Regions from separate parts of the Rattus norvegicus genome. Here region 1 is linked to region 2. Evidence: chromatin contacts called from public Hi-C data. All regions are on one chromosome and are shown on one strand. The core of a region is the stretch at or near the end of the contact, and the rest is flanking DNA. Distances in the headings are between cores, read along the strand shown. Region 1 overlaps Sidt1 (SID1 transmembrane family, member 1). Region 2 overlaps Cfap44 (cilia and flagella associated protein 44).

What was found. Hi-C and Micro-C count contacts between places; a contact is called where the count stands out from the background.
Region 1: a contact with region 2 is called in a Hi-C map of Schwann cells, with 12 times the contacts expected there. The contact joins two enhancer-like sites. A contact is called at or near these places in 9 of 12 Hi-C or Micro-C datasets (the A7r5 cell line, the Rat2 cell line, Schwann cells and 5 more).

Annotation. Positions count from the first base shown.
Region 1 is chr11:69,964,816-69,971,351 of GRCr8, reverse strand. Sidt1 (SID1 transmembrane family, member 1) reads right to left here. Exons shown (of 26, transcript NM_001100653.1): 26 at 5,975-6,536. Among named protein-coding and RNA genes, the nearest start is that of Usf3, 68 kb to the left of the region's middle. Within about 2 kb of position 4,426, at least 15 of the 93 cell types and tissues checked have an H3K27ac peak or open chromatin away from gene starts, as enhancers often do.
Region 2 is chr11:69,704,344-69,711,033 of GRCr8, reverse strand. It overlaps Cfap44 (cilia and flagella associated protein 44), which reads left to right. Exons shown (of 35, transcript NM_001134590.2): 33 at 1,139-1,299; 34 at 2,060-2,194; 35 at 3,426-5,315. The coding sequence ends at 3,617. Among named protein-coding and RNA genes, the nearest start is that of Boc, 79 kb to the right of the region's middle. Within about 2 kb of position 4,878, at least 9 of the 93 cell types and tissues checked have an H3K27ac peak or open chromatin away from gene starts, as enhancers often do.

The DNA.
Region 1 (6,536 bases), core at 3,177-5,676, 260 kb before region 2:
TATGTCGCCAACCCTACACATGGCATTTTAAAATACCACCTGGAGTAGCTGCAGGTCTCTGTACTCAGCTCAGAGGACTCCACGGTCTTGCCTTTCTTTTCATTTTAATCTACCAAGCAGATTGGGCCTAGAGAGATAGCCCAGGGGTTAAGAGCACTGGCTGCAATTCCAGTGGACCTGGTTTAATCTTTAGCACCCAGGTTCAATTCCCAGCACCCGCATAGCAGCTTCCAACTGCCTGTGAGTACAGTTTCAGGGGATCCGACCCCCTCACACAGACATCTAGATGGACATGCAGGCAAAACAGCAATGTGCACAAAACGAACGAGTTTTAAAGATCTACCTAACGAGTTAAACCTTAGCACCAGTAGTTTGCTCTTCCTTTGGTCCAACCCCTCTTTCCTAGCATTTGTAGAGTGTTCTCACTAAACGGCATTCTGCAAGCTCTCCATTACTGGTTACCAACACTACTGTGCACTAGGAAGTTACACCATTTTCTTCCCTTGCATGCATGCTATCTCTTCATTTTGTCACCCTGAGAGCAACTGAGTTTCCCTCTTGTCCAGTCTTGACTTGCTTACTCTCAAGGACTAATTGTGGTTGTCAACTTGATCACATCTGGAAAAAACTAGAAAACCAGTTAGTTGACCATGCCTGTGCAGTCAGAAGACCCACCCTAATTCTAGACCATACCCTCTGGTGGCAGTCTGCCCTGGATGGCCTGATGCCTGACCCTCCCTGCCCTTGGGGGGTGGCGCGAATCACAGCAAAGACTCCAGGAGCAGGTGAGAAATGCTGCAGCAAGCTCCTTTAATACCCTCCACCCACACCCCAATGGTCCCCAAAAAACATCTCTCCTAAACAGCAGTTACTAAAGGCTGACATTGTCTGCGTCAGCAGTGCTTGGTCTCTCAGGCAGTCCTCAATTTTGTCCTCCTGCAGGAGATTCCTTAGGGCTTCCAGACCCCCTACCATTTATCAGAGGCAGCCCTGACGGTCCTCCTACAGCAGCCCACATAAAAGAACATCAAAGAAGGAACACTTTGCTTTTGCCTGCCCCTTTCACTCTCACTGGCAAGTTCATCTGTCTTATTCCTGGGGCGTTTCTTCCCTGGTGTTAGAACCCATTTCTTTGGAATTCTGATGTAGACTGAAGACTTTCTAAGGCTATTCCAGGATTCCAGCTCCATATTTTGTCAATGTTGGAACACCTGGATCATATCCTATAAGCCACCCTAATAAATCACACACACACACACACACACACACACACACACACACACACACACACACACACCTCTGTGCATGTATTCTATCCAATTTGCTCCTTTTGAGAACCCTGTCTAATACACCTACCTTCTTGTTCAAAGCCACTTTTCACATTTAAAACTTTTAGGAATGTCTTAGGCTGAAATCTTACCAGTGTTCCTCTCCCTTTGCAGTCAGAAAAAAAGTGCATTTAGCTAAGGTGTTATGCCTGTAATTCAGAACTAGGTAAAAGCCAGGAGGACATGAGTCGAAGACTAGACTGGGCTACATCATGAGAACTTTTAATGGAGTGGGGGAAAAAGGAAAGAAAGAAAAACAACCCATGACTGAACCAACATTCAACCGTGTCTCCAGTCATCTTCCAGCTCAGTTTGTTATTTTCCTTCTCTGTAGCATTCCATTCACATTCTTTTTATATTTTTCTAAAACTTGAAAGTCAACTGGAATTTCTCAGGCATATTTGGGGCCATTTTAGTGCACACTTTATGTCTTTAAGGTTTCCCATTCTTTAAAATCTCCCTTCATCTTCTGTCCATCCACCCCACCCCAGCACCACAGGATCTCAACATGTAGCTAAGAATGGCCCCCACAGGTTCAGATATTTGAGTGCTTAGTCACCATGTATTGGCACCATTTGAAAGGATTAGAAGGATTACGAGGTGGGGTCTTGTTGGAGGAAGTGTGTCATTAGGGGTGGGCTTTCCAGGCCCAGCGTCTGTTTCCCTTCCCTGCGTCTCTGCCTGTGGAGCCAAACGTAGCTCTCAGCTACTGCCCCAGTACCTACCTGCTACCATGCTCCCTGCCATGATGACAATGGACTAAACCTCTGAAACTGGAAGCCAGCCCCCAGTTAAATGCTTTCTCTTATAAGAATTGGTTATTATGTCTCTTCACAGCAACAGAACAGTGACTGAGACAAATGCTAAAAAGTCTATGAAGCAACTCTATTCTTTTACTGTTTGCTTGCTTATAATAAACACATGGTAATAATTTGTTTCTATTCTGTCTTCTCTTCTGGATTGTAGAGCACAGGATATAAAAGCATTTATGTCTTTGGTCCCTTGCTATGCCCTGGTTCTTTCCACTGCCCTGTCCAAACATCTCCCAGTTATTGAGTGAAGCGAATAGAGGAGTAGTAGGAAGAGAATAAAGGACAATGTACCCCCTAAAAAGAAGATTACTCCACAAGTTGTCCTGTGCTTGAGAAGCAGAGCAAACAAGACTGAACCCACCCTCTTCATGGAAGAGGCCTTGCTCTTTCAAACTTTGCATAAGCAATATAAGAAATCCACAAAATGCACATTGGAGTCTTTCTGGAATGACAACATTTCATTATCCTAAAATAAGATACTTTGAATCATTTTAGATAACCTTTGTCTAAAAGACGGAACATTTTATTTACAAAGAATATCAAGATTTAGCATAAAGGGGCCCAGAGTAAGATATGTAGAACTGAATGCCAGATTTCCCTTTCCTTTTGTGATATACTTAGAGATGGGCCAGTCACCCTTTATTTAGCTCTTGACCAAAGTATAGTATTGCTTAAAGGCCAATGTGTTTCTATCCAGTGAAGCTGATGAGACTCGAGTCACAGAGACACAGAAGCCATAAGATATAGGATAGAGGTAAGGGCTTTCTCTTTTGAATGTATATGTATGTGTGTGGGGACAGGGTACACCATGTGGTACCAGAGACAGCCACCCACAGAGGTGTGAAGAGGGTGTCTGATCCCCCTGGATCTGGAGTTACAGATGGGTATAACACCGCACTGGTGTTGGATGTGACGATGCATTGTTATAAAAAACATCTCTTACATTCTAAGAGATGAACTTTTGCTGAAACTCACAACCAGAGTTAAAAGTACACTTGAGAGTTGCTTAAAACTAAATAGTTCTATCCTACTTCGTGCTTGGCCTGCCTGCCTTTCTGAGAACAACGTGACAACCAACCTCGTTTCCTTGAATTTTCCATGTAATCAGTCAGTTTCCACAACCTAAGCTAATGTAGAGCTATAATCTTACGTGATGCATTCTTCAATGCCCCAACCCAGAGTAACACGTGTGTGTGTGTGTGTGCATATTAGAGTGACAAGGGTTAGAAATTGCAAATAGGTTGAAAGCACCTTATAAAACAAATATCCACCATAAAAGACAACATTCAGATATTGCCTGATAGCATTTGTTCATTAGTTCAGTTGGGGTAAGTAACTTAATCTTGTAAAAACACTATTAAAGATTTCTATAGTAGTAGATGTCCATCCAATCTAAAACCCTTACTCTAGTGCTCTACTCTAGAAGCTCTGAGACGCTTGCTAAATTTGCCTGAGTTCATGTGTGTTAAGGATGGAGAACACTTTGCCTTGTTGACAATGGTGACTTAACAGGGAGGAGACATATAAACGTAGCCCTGGTATATATCTTATAATCTCTGAACAGCAAAAGCAAGCGAAGCAACAGGCCTACTTCTCTTCCATGTGGAATCATGGCGAGCAGGCTTGGCCAGCTCCAGGCTGAGCAAATCATCTGTACTCTATGTTCTTTCTTCCTTTTGCCAGGGGATGAGTCATGGGGACTGACTTGACAGTTGTCCTCCATTTCTAGGACCTTTTGGGGTACCTGAAAGGTTGGGGCTCCCTCCCTCCAGGCAGAGTCTCCAGCCTGCCTGCTACTGGGAGCCCTGGGTTGATGGGTAAAAGTGTGGGGTATGCTACACATAGCAGTCACCAGATTCCAGTGGTGTCAGCCACTCTCGAGGAGAAAACTGAAGCTTCTCTCCTTTGAGATGCAGGGTGGAAATGGAAGTAAGGAAGGCTGATGCTGTTTTCAGCTAGACTCTGCACTAAGCCCCAACCTTGGAGGCCATTAGCATTTTTCAGTTGGAATTAAGAGGAAAAAAAATGCAGTGGCAGATGGCAAGGAGGAGCCTAGGGATTGGAGAGGTGGTAATCTCGGCCTTACCTCTGAAGGTCAAGAGACCTCCCAACCCAAAGGGTCTCCTGCTCTCCCGCAGATGAGGGCAGGGAACACAGCGACTGGCATGGAGGATTGAGAAGAGAACCGGGACATTTGAAGGCTTTGTTATTGTCCCACATCCCTGTGGGTGGTTAGAAAGTGGGACCTGAGGGCCAGCTTTGTGCTGGCATCACACATTCCTGGGCCCTTAGCGTTCTGTGAGCTGGTGGGCTGTGCTGTGGCACTACACAGAGGATCAAAGGTTCGGCAGCTTGACTGAGGTCACACAGCCGGTAGGCTGACATTCACAGACTGAAGGCCTGACTCTGTGACCTCCCTTAGACTTAACTGTTGCTTTCACAAAGGTGTCTCTTCACCGCTGCCTTTCCCCACAGTTTCAGACAGACAGAGTGCCTGTCATTCGGAAGGAGAAACATTTGGGTATTATTTGATTTGCTGACACGTGCATTTTGCAAACCCACAAAACATTCTCCAGGCTGCCTGGAGTTACCAGGGAAGCAGCTGCAACTGTTTTCATTCCCAGTTGCTGGCTCAGGGATCGCCTTTAGTCATGGAAAGTCCCTTCCCCAGATAGACTCCAGTTTTCCATTGGCTTCTCTTGCTGCTAAAATAAAACCCCACGAATCTCTCAGGCATCCAGCGTGAACAGGTGCAGCTGCCGCCCCGGCGTTTGTCAGAGGTGGGGAGATCTCGTATTTTACAGACACAGTCTCTCTCCTCTGGCTGTTGCATCTCTGTTCCCTTCCAACTGAGAAGCTCTCTTTCCTTCTGAGAGTCCTCAGCCAAGAGTCTCCACACTTCACTCCCTCTCTCTGCTACCTGCCTGCTGCCCTGCGCCTTCAGAGGTAGCTTGCCTCTGCCTTTAAGAGGCAAAGGGCATGAACTTGACAGAGAGTTAGCTCAGGCATCGTTTTTAGATCCTGAGGTTCCTTCCGTGCTTCTCCTCTACCTCAGCACTGACGCTAAGGTCCCACACAAAGCTCACTAACCTCCAACCACAAGATCTGTGCAGTACAAAGAACCAGCAACATGTGACTTGGAAGGTCTATTTTTAAAAGCAGGTTTGATCTGGGGTGTTTTCGCCTGCTCCAAAGAACAGAAATGACCAGGACATTTGATATCACAGCACAGGACACAACGGAGCACAGAGATACAGAGGCACAGTCGCCCTCCTTCCTTCCCTCCCCATGGACCCTTTCTATTTTCCTGTTTTCACTGACTCTCTGCCCCCAAACAAACTTCCAAAGCAGATAAGTTATCTTTCTATTTATCTGCTCAGGCCCCGGAACTGTGTGGATGGTCTTTGCTGTACAGTTTCCTTATTGGGTCCATTTAGAACGTGAAACCAGAAGGACCGCTTTGAAAGAAGCAGTTCAAGTCAGCCATCAGCAACCAGATTTGAACATTTTCTCTGCTGCTTGTTTGTTTTGCTTTGAGACAGGGTCTCACTGTACAGCCCTAGCTGGCCTGGAGCTCACTTTGTAGGCCAGACTGGTCTTGAACTCATAGGCTCACCTCCTTCTGCCTGTGCTGGGATTAAGGTGATGAGCCACAAAACTCGGCTTGTTTGGAACTTTTTTTTTTTTTTTTTAAGATGCTTGGCTAGGACAACCATCTGATTGATAGCCTTCATGTGACCCAGGGAGGCCAACAAGTTTTGAAATAATGAAGAATAACAGGAAACAGATTGCAAACATGAGACCATTTTGGAAAGGAAAAAACACACAAAACTATTCATGGAGATTATCTTTGCATTTTTAAAACCAGGAAAAGCTTGCTGTTCAAACTTCCAAAGCACATATTTGGACACAGATATTTGAGAGAAAGAATGATAGTTCTTTTTTAAAAAAGAGGAATGTCTGATCCATTTCCTTACTAAATGTTCAAGAAAGCACAGGCGAGAAGTGACTTCAATATCACAAGCAAGTAGGCATGGGTGCACACACTTGTGTGTCTATTTTCTGATGATGTCATACTCTACACAACTGGGAGGCCTGGTCAGAATAGGGGTGTGCCAGATGGCACAAGAGAAGAAAGCTGGAACATTGCGCTTTTCTACATCCTCCTGGGGGCAGTGTGAAAATGGGATACAGTCAGAGGTGACTGGATAGACGCAACCTCTGTGACTCATGTGTCCATCCTGAGTTACTGCTGAAAACTTCAGGCAGGTCGCCTGGAACCCTGATCTACATAAGCGACAGACAGGTTCAGTTGTGGAGGACACCGGAGTAATACTGCTGGGGAACACTTATGTCCACGAAAAGGCTGTATGGGCACAGGCTGAGCTGTGTGTCT
Region 2 (6,690 bases), core at 3,629-6,128:
TACCTGGAATTAATGTGAGATGTAACAACCCTAATAAGAAGATAATTATCTTTTAAGATACTTTTTATAACATTTGGTATGTGGAACTCACAAGTAAGCTATGAAGTATCAAAACAAAATGAGTCCAATAAGGTACCTCCCAACTTAATGTTGACAAATTGTAACACCCACCTGTGCAAGATACATTCTCTTGGCTTTCCTTACCCAGAGAGAACCACTATTGCCAGTTGTGTGTTTAGTGTTCCATTTCCTTAAAAAGATATACACATTTATATGCATTCCTAGCTAGTATGTTCCTTTGGAACCCCCGGAAAGCTCTTGTACCTTACGTAGCTCATGGAAAAGACCAAGATTAACTGTGGAATGGAGTGATCAAGAAGAGGTGTGGGAGACCGAGGAGAGTGGCAAAGGAATGGGGCAGAGAAGACCCACAAGGCCTTACTGTAATGTTTACTCAGAGTAAGATGTTGTTTTAGTTAGGGTTTTACTACTGTGAAGAGATACCATGACCAAGGCAACTCTTCTAAGGACAACATTTATTTGGGGCTGGCTTGTAGGTTCAGAGGTTCTGTCCACTATCATCAAGCTGGGAGTATAGCAGTGTCCAGGCAGGAATGGTGCAGGAGGAGCTGAGAGTTCTACCTGTTCCTCTGAAGAGGGTATTAAAGCCCACGCTCACAGTGACACACCTACTCCAACGAGGTCACACCTGCTAATAGCGCCACTCCCTGGGCTAAGCATATACCAACCATCACAGATGGAAAGTTCTAGAAAGCGTCTGCTCCATTCTTAGTATTGGATTCTGTAGATATCAATTAGAAAAATCAGATAACCTAATACTTTAGTTGGAGACAGACGGTAGTTGAGGAGGGAAGGAGATCAGAGCTTCCAAGCCACTTAGGGAAAAACCTGTCCATTTTACATGAGTTTTTAAAATGAAAAAGGCTGTCTATGAACCAGCATTTTTAGTAAAAAAAGCAACAGGCAAACATCCATAGGGGAAATCTCTTGCTAACAACAACAAAAGAATCTTAACGACCTTGCAAAAGCGGTCCCTTGGCATCTTTTAGTTAAGGCTTTGTTCATTTATTATTGGCTTGGGCCTTTGCGGAGACTGAGGCCGTGACTGTCTTTTCAGAAATGGATGAAACTGTCCGAGAGCTAATGATCAGCAAGTTTGGCCGTGTGATCGATCTGGAAGCCCTCCAGACCCTTTCTGTTAACACAACCCTTGAAGAGCTGAAGATCAAAAAGCTTCGGAAGGAGCTATCCAATGCAAAGGAGATCAGGATGTGGGAGGTAGGCTCAGGGAAGAGGCCAAGGGGGGAGGGCGAGTTATAAAATCCCCATGGGGCTTCTGCACAGCCCACAGGGGCCTGCCTTACTTCTTTACTAGAGAAACGTGTCGATCTTGAAGAGCCACGTGATGCATTAAAGTGTACATTGCACCCATGACATGAATTCACGGTTCTCTGAGAATCCCCCCTTGCTCTACTTGATAGCTTTGGCCTCCTAGTCCAATTTGGAAATTAGAAAGCACATTTATGGCTTGGGGGTTGAGTCTCGGTGATGACAGTACTCAGCCCGTGCAAGGTCGTGGGTTCAATCCCCAGTCCCACTAATAAATTAGTTCTGTATAGTTCTGCGTATGTGCACAAACAAAAAAACAGTGCAGCTGTGGAGGTCAGAGGACAACTTACAGGAGTCGGCTCTCGCCTTCCACCGAGTGGATCTGATGATGGAAATCCAGTCAGCAGGCAGGGCAGCAAGCGCTTTCTCTTTAATCAAACCAGACCCCACACAATCGCTTCCGTTTACATTTTCATACTGGCTTTGGGTTGTGTTTTCATGTACATGCAAGAGTTCCCTTTGCCTGATTGGCTTTAAACTCGATTTTTCCTTCTCTAGTTTTAAGCATTGAACCCAAAACCTAATCTGAGTTTGAAAAACACTCTACTTTGAGCGATGTCCCCATAGTTTTGACCCAACTGGATGCTCGTTTTTCTTTAATTCCTCCCAAACTCACTCCTTCCGTTCTCCCCCCCTCCCTCCTCCGCAGGAAAAGATTGCTCAGGTGCGATGGGACCTGATGATGAAGACGAAGGAGCACACCAAAAAGCTTCACCAGATGAACGACCTGTGCCTCGAGAAGAAGAGACTTGATTCCAGGTTGAACACACTGCAGAACCAGCAGGTGAGTTCTCTTCCGTCCGGCCCCTGCAGAGTTCAAAGCCCAGCAAAGCACTGGTATTCCACAGGCCTTGGACCGCCTCCAGGCCATCTGCCCCTGGACATTGACTACTGGCCTCCTTAGAGCGGCTCCCAGAGGGTACTAGCTCTGTGTATGCCATGAGTGCGTATGAGTAGCCACCATACACTTTACCTCAGTCCTGGAGAGTGAGGTAACAGGCGCAAATAATGACACGGGTGGACTCCCTGGTTTTGGTTGGTGTCAGGGTCCATTTTCAACGTTTATTTTACTCGGCAGGAAGCTTGCTAGTTTTTTTGTTTGTTTGTTTGTTTTGTTTTTGTTTTTGTTTTTTTGTTTTTTTGAGGGTTTCAACTTGTCATTATGGAATCCATGTTGAGCCCGAGACTGTACTTACTACAGAGTATGTGATAGGTGGGACACTATTTAATAAACATTCACCAAAGTGAGCTTTGACCTTTGGTAGCCTGGCAGCTTCTATAGTGTCTGCCAAAATATCAGTTGTCTTTCTTAGTACACACACACACACACACACACACACACACACACACACACACACACCCTTTATATTTCCTGTAAGAATCCTGGGAATAATTTAAACGAAATGTTTTCAAATTAAGGTCCCCTGAGGAAGCATCTTCCTCCCGACGGGAGGGAATGCGTTTACAATGTAAAATGAGATTACAGGCAGAGAAAGGCACACGGGAGCTGGCATGTTTTCACTGTAATCGAAGTTTGTAGTCTTTATTTGTCCCAGGTTTCCAGCTAGGAATGGAGAAAGACAATACCCTAAGGCTCGTTGACGTTATGCACAGTTCATGGCTATCTTAGCATTTGTTCCTGAAATGTCTATGAAAAGAAGGTTGCCTCTACGCAGGCAACCTTCAGAGCAGATTTTAACTGTGCTAGAACTCTTGACTCTCGCTAGACTGCAGTGTGAAGGGCTCCTCTGGCATCGTAGGTCCCCCTAACTTGCCTTTGTGTCTTACCTGGGTCCCAGCAATGAGCCTCCAAGTGGAGAAGGATGGATAGACAGTGCAAATGACTTCCGAAGCAAGGTTGGATTTCAGAGTTGTTAAAAGGCACACGTTTTAAGGGTGAGACTTTAGCGGAGGAGTAAAAAGTGTCCGGAAGAGGCAGTTGCTGTTTAAATGGACTGTAAGGGAGATGGTTTGTTGGTTCGTTTGTTTTTTAATTTTCAATTTTCCCCAAATAGGGAAACGCCTTCCAGGGCCCCCGGAAAGCAGATATAGTGGCAAAGCAGAAAGTCACTGAACTGGTCCAAACCCAGTCAGAAAAGATCTCCGCGTTAAAGGAAGAGATCGCGCTTTTGCGGAAGAAGGGGGGGCTCATCCTCCCTCCCATCACACCCATGCAAGAGAATGAAATGAGGCACATGGACGCTTAAGATTGCTGTCTTCTCATTTCCACCCAAGAGTTTCAGAGGAATTCACCAGTCTCCTTTCCCGTTGCCCACAACAATCCTCTTGCTTTAAAGCGAACCATAGTGAGATCTTCAAAAAAGACTCCTGAGCCGTGACTTAACGCTATTTCCCTAGGTTAGAAATCACCGAGACACTGACGTGTACTTAGGACTGTGCTGAGTAATGTGTTTTCACCCTAAGCTAAGTATGAAGAAGGCCGAATCTCATAGCTGCAAGAAGGCCGCGGTTAGACGTGTTTCCAGAAAAATATCTGTTTTCTCCGGTATTCCGAATCTGTAGCCTTTGGCAAGGAAAACTATTATTCAGCAACCCATGAAGAAACTTCCTTCCTTAGTCCTTGGATCTTTAGAAAATAAACTGTGTTAAATAGTCTGCGAAAGGACATGAGAGAGAGAAAAAGCAAACCATCCTGCCAATAATAACTTAGAGTAAGAAACACAAATCTGAACGTTGCTATTGTTGACTTCATAAAGCAGTCAACATAAAGAGGGCTCAGGACTGAGGAAAAACACAGACAGACACAGCAAAACAGCTTGGGTTGGCAGAGGCCGCTCCCTGATTTACCCAGTTTCGGAAAACGCCTCAGTTCTGAGGTTCACATTTTCCAAAACAAGTCAGTCAGGGAAGCTTTGCTCTAGTTAGGCCCTTTGTGACTCCATCAGAACTCTGCCTTCTGCCAGGCTTCACCTGAGTCATTACTGGTTCTGATCCAGTACTTTTATCTGTTGGAGGTCTAACTCTAACAGCCACTTTTGACTACGTGTGACATTTTGAACTCAAGAATGTACTTTCTGACTCAGAGAAGGATTTATTGAAATTCATGGCTGCACCCCTCACAGATTGATCTCCCTGACACTTGGTGTCCTTCCAGCAGTGACACTTTGGCTTCCCAGGTGGACTGTCTGCATCTGTACCAGAAAGAAAGCTCTGCTGTGGCCGAGGCTGTGCTGGAGAGCCCTTACGAGTTTCTGGACTGCACATCTGTGAACACAATTGGCAGCGATGCAGATCGACACATCTGTGACTTTCCACACAGTGTCAGAATGCATTGAACAAAAATACAGTCCCAAGGCACATCAGCTCTCTTGGCAGCAATTTACAGAGTAGCCCAAGTTCCCCCACCGTTGGCTATTGTTATTTGTAACGTTTGACTGCACTCTTGATCACAGATCACAGGTTACATTTCGCACAGTAAAATGTCATCTGTGTGAGTACGTGTATCTATAAATGGCTACAAGGAAGTTCCAGGCCACAGAGCTCAGAGAGGCCTTACCAGGGGAAGCAAGGGAGCTGATACCGATGCACTCATTTAAAACGGTTAAATGCTATAGACGCCAGTTGGAAGCCAAGCCCAGATGAACCAGGCCACACGATTCAGCCCAGTTAGCTCTCTGGGAGCAAAGCTGGGGTTTGACCCCAGCTGCAGAAATGCTGGGCTCAAGGCCGGGTCCAGATGGACCGACGGCAGCATCATAGTAGAAGCCTCCAGAATGCTTGTATGTCGGTAATCTCTAGCACACTTTCTGGGGGTCAGATGACTGGCTAAAGGCTGTTCCCCCACAGTGTTAGATGTTAGTGTTATGGTGTTCATGTGACAGTTAAGGTGTATTGCGTATGTTATTGGGCCTGTTTCTTTTTCTGATATAATTCTAACACACCCATGTGTCTGCATGTTCCCTGTCTACTTGGCTAGTTGGTAGGTAGTACCGTCTTACTTGAAAAAATGACCAAACCCTGACCCATGGTCCATGTCGGACATGGTAGCAGTGTCTGCATCATACAAACACAGCGTGAAGAATCTGCGTCTGGATTTGTACGGTTCTTGTTGGTGGGGGGAGGGGGCGGGGCGCAGACTAAAGGGCAAGGCCACCCAAAAAGCAATTAGCCATTGCTTCATACATTATGGAGTGGATTGAGGTAACCTGGTCTCTACACTCAGCTATGCATGCTTTCACTAATGAAAGTGAACAGGTGCTAATCATAGCCTTCATTGCTCACTAATGCACAAAAAGTTGCCTCGAAACTTAGCTTTAAAAACAAGTTATCGCACTAGAGGATAGAGGTTTGTGGGGCTCAGGGATCTGATTAGCAAACCTGGTAACCAGGATCTTAGGAAGCCTGGGCAACTCCTTTGGTGTCTGACTGTTCCGGAAGAGTTCAGGAAGTAGGTTGCCTATAAGTGGCATTCCCCAAAACCCACTTTGACAATTCCTTTAGATCATGGAGAAGAGGCAAAATTAGGCTTTAAAAAAAAGTTTCCAACAGTCTGTCGAGTGAACTACAGCTCAGATTTGAGGTGCATAAACAAAGACTGGAAACAATTGCTCTGCCCATTCCTCTCCTGGAAGTGACCATTAAAAGGCTTCGATCCCCGTGTTTGAAATCACATATCTTACTTCTTCTCGGCCAGGATTAGATCTCATGCTCCTAATTTCCATGTTCCTTACACTTATTTCTATAAATGCTTTAAAAGCACTGCCTTCCTGAAAATCGTGCTGCATTTTGAGCACAGTTCTTGTTCACATCAGCTGCCTTCTGTAGAAACCGGACAACACAAGTCTAAAGAGGCTGTGTGCAGTACTCATTCAGGCCAGCAGATGGTGGACTCATCCCAGTCTACCTTAGATCCTGTTTCTCAACTTCACAGAGTAAAAGCTGGCTGATACAACTCTTAATAAGATTAAATGTGCCAGGCTGAATTTCAACTCTTCATTTTCCTGAAATATACAATCCCTCCTCGCACAATGCATACGCAAAATGTGTGAAGATTTGCATTAAAATTTTCAGTTTCTAATTAAGTCTAGCCACACAAAGGTTTTAAGTTCTCTCTCTCTCACACATGCACGCATGCACGTACACACACACACACACACACACACACACACACACACACACACACACACACACACACACACACACACACCCTATTGATGATGTTGGTTTGAAATGGGACAACTCCTCCAGCAATGGTAACTTTAGAATGAAGGGAACCTATTAAGGACCACATGTTAATGGGGTAGCATAGCACTATGTGTT